Regions from separate parts of the Ovis aries genome. Here region 1 is linked to region 2. A link is a contact called in public Hi-C data. All regions are on one chromosome and are shown on one strand. The core of a region is the stretch at or near the end of the contact, and the rest is flanking DNA. Distances in the headings are between cores, read along the strand shown.

What was found. A called contact is a pair of places that touch in the nucleus more often than the background predicts.
Region 1: a contact with region 2 is called in a Hi-C map of hypothalamus, with 4 times the contacts expected there. The contact joins two enhancer-like sites. A contact is called at or near these places in 8 of 16 Hi-C or Micro-C datasets (blood, hypothalamus, liver and 4 more).

Annotation. Positions count from the first base shown.
Region 1 is chr1:78,714,920-78,718,570 of ARS-UI_Ramb_v3.0, forward strand. The region is part of intron 1 of LOC121819842 (a long non-coding RNA gene); the gene reads left to right. Among named protein-coding and RNA genes, the nearest start is that of TRNAW-CCA, 95 kb to the left of the region's middle. Within about 2 kb of position 2,177, at least 3 of the 54 cell types and tissues checked have an H3K27ac peak or open chromatin away from gene starts, as enhancers often do. A contact at or near this core is called in hypothalamus, where this site is marked.
Region 2 is chr1:78,672,274-78,675,632 of ARS-UI_Ramb_v3.0, forward strand. No RefSeq gene overlaps it. Among named protein-coding and RNA genes, the nearest start is that of TRNAW-CCA, 52 kb to the left of the region's middle. Within about 2 kb of position 1,723, at least 17 of the 54 cell types and tissues checked have an H3K27ac peak or open chromatin away from gene starts, as enhancers often do. A contact at or near this core is called in hypothalamus, where this site is marked.

The DNA of each region.
Region 1 (3,651 bases), core at 927-3,426, 43 kb after region 2:
CCTGGCTTTGCTATTTGTTTTGGCAGAGAAAAACTCCTGATTAGCACTCTGGCAGCAACTGTGGGTTTTCTCGCATACTATTCCCTCTCCTCCACTGAAATAGCGTTTTCAACTGGTTACATAGCAGCCTCTGATCTCTCAGTCTTCTTGGAGTTGAGTGTGACTGAGAAACTTCCAGTGTGTTCTTAGGGAGATACAGCTTGTCCTCTTTCTTTGCTTTTCCCTTTTTCTGATGGCTGCAAGGCAGATATGATGGTATGGCTCCTTGAGCTATAGAGTAAACGCAATACTCTAGGAATGGATGAGTGACATCTTAGAAGAAGCCTGGGTGTCCATGTGGGGAGCTCCTATCAGGGGAAACCAGTTTCCAAGAGGAAAAACTTCAACCTTGTTTAAGCCACTATTAGTATCTTCATCTTATTAAGCAATTAAAATCCCATGCTAAGAAGTAAAGCATTTTTGTCTTTGCTTTATGGTCTTACAGTTAAAACCTCATCTCCTGTAGATCATGGTGGTAACTGCCGTTTGTGTATGTGATAGTTGTTCAGTCATACTCGACTCTGCATCCTCATGGATAGTAGCTGCCAGATTCCTCTTCCGTGGAATTCTCCAAGCAAGAATACTGGAGTGGGTTGCCATTCTCTTCTCCAGGGGATTTTCGTGGCCCAGGGATGAAACCCAGGTCTCCAGCATTGCAGGCAGATTCTTTACCAGCTGAGTCACCAGGGACTCATAATTGCTGTTTGGATATGTAAATAAATAGAGCTGTATATTGAAAGGACATCCCTGGTAGCTCAGCTGGTAAAGAATCCGCCCGCAATGCAGGAGACCCTCGTTTGATTCCTGGGTGGGGAAGCTCCGCTGGAGAAGGGATAGGCTACCCACCCCAGTATTCTTGGGCTTCCTTGGTGGCTCAGCTAGTAAAGAATCTTCCTTCAATGTGGGAGACCTGGGTTCAATCCCTGTGTTGGAAAGATCTCTGGAGGAGGGAACGGCTATCCACTGCAGTTTTCTGGCCTGGAGAATTCCATGGACTATATAGTCTATGGGCTTGCAAAGAGTTGGATATGACTGAGTGACTTTCATTCATTTTATATTGAAAGTAGGCCTCCCAGGTGGTGCTAGTGTAAAGAATCTGTGGGTCAATGCAGGAGACAGGTTCGATCCCTGGGTTGGTAAGCTCTCCTGGAGAAGGAAATGACAACCGATTCCAGTATAGCTGCTTGGAAAATTCCACGTACAGAGGAGCTTGGCGGGCTAAAATCCATGGGGTTGCAAAGAGTCAGACACAACTGAGCACAGCATACACCACTGAAAGTAGATTAGCTTGATGGGCCCTGGAGTCTGGGCAAAGATCACCTAGTGAAGGAGCTGAGCATGCGGATAAGGAGAGGAAAGGGGAGCAAGCGTTTACTGATCATCTCCTATACACAGAGTACCATGCTTTGCATAGGACATCCCATGGTATCCCTGACTTAAGTACTGTTATTCCCACTTTGTATCTGAGGAAACTGAGTATTCAAAGGAGTATTTGGCTACTGACCAGTAAGGATGGAACTTGAGTTTAGCCACAGACCTGATCTCAAAGCCTGGAGTCTCTCTGCTGGGGAAGGAAATGGCATGAGCATTATGGATGTGATGAAATCTAGAGTGGGGACATCATGGGGAATCATCTGGGAGTCTTATTTATATGAAGGCCTCTTGGGGAAAATGGCACAAGTGACTTCTGACTCAAAGATGGACCTTAGGATGCTATACTCCCTCTAACAGGAAACTTGCTTTAAGTTTGGAGATTCAAGATATTGAACTCTGTCCTTAGGTTCTGATTCATGTTTCATGGAAAAGGGGCACTTTTAAAGTTAATGCGGGCTGATGAGTTTCAAGTATTCTCAAGCATTTCTTTGCCACCCCATGGACTGTAGCTCACCAGGCTCCTCTGTCCACAGAATTTTTCAGGCAAGAATACTGAAGTGTGTTTCCTCTTCCAGGGGATCTTCCCAACCCAGGGATCTAACCCGTGTCTTCTGGATCGGAAGGCACATTCTTTACCACTGCACCACCTGATATTCACCCTAAATCCAGGTGCAGGGAGAACCCTTCCTGCAACTCAGGTCTCTATTTTCTTAATCAGGGGCAGGGAAAAAGCTGCCGGAGAATAGTGCCACCATGTGGTAGAGAAGAGAATAGCAACAACTGAGAAAAAAGCCTGCCTCAGTTTGCTAGATACTTGGGAACTGTTGGGGAGAGGAGGCGACCTGGGAGAGAAAATAGCGTGGACCAGGCTCGTTTTCCCAGTATAGTGTCGAAGAGGGGTCAGGGTAGCCTGGGAAAGTGAGGATTATGTTGGGATGATTACTTTAGCCTTTGTGTGTGTGCTCAGTCGTGTCTGATTCTTTGTGATCCCTTTGTGACTGTAGCCCTTCAGACTCCTCTGTTCATGGAATTTCCCAGGCAAGAATATGGGAGTGGGTTGCCATTTCCTATTCCAGGGAATCTTCCTGAACTGAACCAGGGATTGAACCTGCATCTCTTGCCTCTCCTGCATTGGCAGGCAGCTTCTTTGTCACTGTGCCACGTGGGAAGCCTTTCAGTTCAGTTCAGTTCAGTCACTCAGTCGTGTCCGACTCTTTGCGACGCTATGGACCGCAGCACGCCAGGCTTCCCTGTCCATCACTAACTCCTGGAGTTCACTCAAACTCATGTTATTTCTAAACTGAGGAAAACCAGAAAAGATAGAAATTGTAGAAGCAAATTTTAGACAACCAAAATATCTTGAGTTGATTCTCCTTGGGTGAGACCCGTGGACCATAACCAACATTCTCCAGAGGCTCAGGAAGTTTAGGAGAGATTTGCCTTGAGTTAAGGGAGTAGAGAGGGCTTCCCAGTGACTCAGTAAAGAACCTACCTGCAATGCAGGAGACCCAGGTTCAATCCCTGGGTTGGGAGAAGGAAACAGCAACCCACTCCAATATTCTTGTCTGGGAAATCCCATGGACAGAGGAGCCTGGTGGGCTACATGGGGTCACAAAGAGTCGGACACAACTTAGTGACTAAACCACCACCACCCAGGGAAGTAGGGAGGGCAGAGATGAAGAAGGAAACTGCGCTAGAGCATCCGGTTCCAGGAGGCACAGTCCCTGGCTGCACTAGAAATGCATGCTCAGGGGCAGCTCCATCCCAGCTCCATCCCGGCCTGGCTTACAGCCCTGAAAAAATTCCCTAGATTGGAGGCAGAGATTAAAGAATTATTCTTCACTGAGTGTACTGAGCCTGTCTACAAGACTGAAACCATAATACGGTATCACCGGATCATTTGGGCCTTTTGCCTGCATTATCCCCACTAACTGCTCATTGTCTGATCATGACGATGAAAGATATGTTTTGTATTATGTATCTTTATACAAATTTATTTTTAAAAACTGACTTTGAATATATAACCCAACCCCAAACTGTGTACTTTCCATGCACATAGCTTCAAGGCTAGTCCTTTAGCCCCCTATTAAAGTAGATTGCTACCACTAAATCCCTTCTCTATGGAAATTCAGAAGCTGTCAGAAAGGCTTACATGCGATGCTGGAAGAGGAATAATTTCAATAGTGAATGAAAAGATAGTAACCTTAGAGAGAATTGCAAGGGTTTCTTGACTTCAGG
Region 2 (3,359 bases), core at 473-2,972:
GGGCTGTGGGACTTCCCCGAGAGCTCAGCAGTGAAGAATCTGCCAGGAATGCAGGCGACTCAGGAGACGCGGGTTTGATCTCTGGGTCGGGAAGGTCCCCTGGAAGAGGAAATGGCAACCACTCCAGTATTCTTGCCTGGAGAATCCCACGGACAGATGAGCCTGCCGGGCTACAATCCATACTGTCGCTAAGAGTCGGACACAACTGAGTGAGCGAGCATGCAGACATGCTGAGGGCTGTATTTGGCCTGGGTGCTGTGGGAACTCTATAGTACAGGTTCCTACTCAGTCTCGGGGTGGGGTGTGTGTGTGTGTGTGTGTGTGTGTGAAGGGAGGTGTTGAATCCTCATGGAAGGCAGGGGTTCTTCCGACAAGGTGGTGGGAGGAGGAGCGGGTGAGGGGCGGGCATTCCAGGTACAAGGCCCACAGGCCCAAGGGTTCTGTGGGCAGAGAGAAGAAACTGTAAGTATGTTCAGAGCATGTAAAGCATCAAGTGAGAAGGAAGTGCAGTTGAAGGTGTGAGGCAGAGCTCTGTGAGAGAGCCTGTCCTGAGGGCAGACTGGGGCCTCAAAACACCTAAACCCAGCAACAACCAAGAACTGGCTTTCTCACACCTGCCACCACACACAGGAGAGCAGGGAGGAAAGTTACCACAGCCACACCCCAGGGTGCTTTGGTGCCACAGATCTTCAGAAGAAGGTGGGTGTTGCTGGTGAAAGCAGTCTGGAGGTGGTAGGTACGTGCGTGTGTGGTGAATTCTCCTGTCTCAGCAGCATTTGAGGTGTGTTTTTCCCCTAGGTGGCCGTTATAGACGTTGCTACGCATCAAGGTCATGGCAGGATACTTGAGGTTCCTGCAGGCTGTGAGAGGGAGCGCACTGGTGGGGGCCTGGACCTCTGGTCTTCAGGTGGCACCATTCACTACCTTGAGTGACACGCTGGCAAGTTGAAAGCTTTTTCAGTTTCCGAAGAGCTGCTTTAGAATAAAGTGTTAGTCACTCAGTCGTGTCTGACTCTTTGTGACCCCATTGACTGTAGCCTACCAGGCTCCTCTGTCCATGGGATTTCCCAGGCAAGAATACTGGAGTGGGCTGCCATTTCCTTCTCCAGGGGATCTTCCCCACCCAGGGATTGAACTCTTGTCTCTTGCATCTCCTGCATTGCACCAGATTCTTTACTGTCTGAGCCACTGGAAAACCCGAAATAAAGTAAATCTGACAACAATTTCAGGAAACATTCTTCTCAGAAAGTCTATTTGGAAACCTAAAATTAGCACCAATAATCCAGAAAATAAGGTCCACTGATTTTCTAAAGTGCCTTCCTACCTTGCCCAGTCTCTTGGGTAGACAGCAGTCGTTCTGGGACTCTGTTCCCTTAACCAGTATCACCTGGGAACTCGCTAGAAATGCAAATTACTGGGCTGTACTCCAAACTTACTGAATCAGAAACTCTGGGGGCGGCACCCAGAAATCTTGTTTTTACGCTTCCCTCCAGGCGTTTCTGGTGATCGCTTAAGGTTGATAGCCACAGATACCGGGTAATTTAAATGAAAATTTGCTGCACCGGTAACGGGAAAAACGCACGCGCTCTTTTTTCAGCTCTACCAGCTGCAGCTTCGCAGTAGAATCAGGAGAGGGCGCCCACGGACCTGTCTTTGCCTCGCTCCTAGCAGAGCCTCTCGACCGGGTAAGCCCTGGAACAGCGACTTCTTTCTGATGCAGAAGTGAATGACAAATATACGGAAAAAAGACTTCAAAAGACTGTGGTATCAAAGTGGCAGTTAGAGAGAAGGCAGCGCTCAGAGGCGCAGCTGCAGAGGGCAGCGGAGGCGGCTACATCAGCATCCGAAAATTCCGGAAGCATCTCGAGTTGAAGCTTTTTTTTCCCCCCGGCAGCATTTCTTCGAGCCCTTTTCTTTGATACTCGTGAGATTTCCGACTTTCCTTTGTTCTTTGTATACCCCACCACCACCCTTCCCTACAGCTTAGGTTTTAGCGCCGGCAAGCTCCCCGGCCTGGCCTCAAAGGTGTTATATCTGCTTGTTGCAGAGCCATTTCTGTTCAGCACTGTTTCTGCAGCCCTTTGCGGGGTTCACGGCCAAGTGTGAGAGGGAATGCCCCTACCCCCACATGCCACTTCCTCATGCAGACCCGCCGCCTTTAGTCGGAGACCACTTTGATCTCCAGTTTTGCATTGGCGTCCCCGCCTGCCTTTCTTCTCCTGGAGTCCTCACTGTGTCTCTCACAGCACCACCCGGTTTTGAGGGAGAGGTGTGGCCAGCGCTAAACACAGCCCTGAACACTGGGGTGTAGTGAGGTAAGAAGAGAAGGCCTCCCTCCACGCTTCCCTTTGGCTCCCCTGGCACCTGCATAGCGATCCTTTACACTCCCATCAGGTGGTGTCAGGGAATGGTTTTCGCTTAACTATCCCCCAAAGAGAAATAGTTTATCTCCGGAAAAGAAGGCATTTGTCAGAGGCCTTATTATGGTGTTTGTGCTATTAAGTGGTTTAGAAACTTTTCTGAAACCCTGTCCTGTAAATCTCATCCCAACACAAAAGTTTGCATTTCCCAAAATAGTATAAAATTCAAAATAATGAGGCTTCATTCGTCTTTTTATAAGACAGTTTTTAAAGAGAAGTTTTAGATTTACAACAAAATTGAGAGGAAGATGCAGAAATTTCTCCCTTACCACCCTCCCACCCCCACCATAGCCTCTGATTATTAACATCACTCTCTAGAATGAAGTCCATAGTTTATCTTAGAGTTTACTTTTAGTGTTTTACATTCTATGAGTCTTGACAAATGTATAATGACATGTAATCTGACATTATAGTAGCCTACAGAATAGTTTCACTGCTCTAAAATCCTGTCTGTTCTGCCTATTCATCTCCCTCCTTCCCCACCCTTAGTAACCACTAATTTTTTTAATGTCTATAGTTCCACCTTGTCCAGAGTGTCATATAGTTGGAATCATACAGCATGTAACCTTTTCAGACTGGCTTCTTTCACTTTGAAATATGCATCTAAGATTCTCCCATGTCTTTGCTTGATTAGTTTTTAAATGTTCGAGGCATCTCCTACTTGTAGGGGAGCAAGGAAGATGATCATGTAGGAATTGGTGCTAGGAATAAAATGCCGATAGATGTAAGGGAGACAAATGTTCTAACTTTAAGAGTACTACGTGGGTACCACTTCTCAGTTTACCCTGAGGTACTCAAAATCTATTCTCAGCAGCAAATTCAAATGGAAAATGCCCTGCTGCTCCCTATGAGAGGAGGAAAGATGAGAAAAGGAAGGGCAAAATCTTTTAAGGCATGGTTCTGTGATGACAGATTTCAGGCAGTGAACTCATATGATGT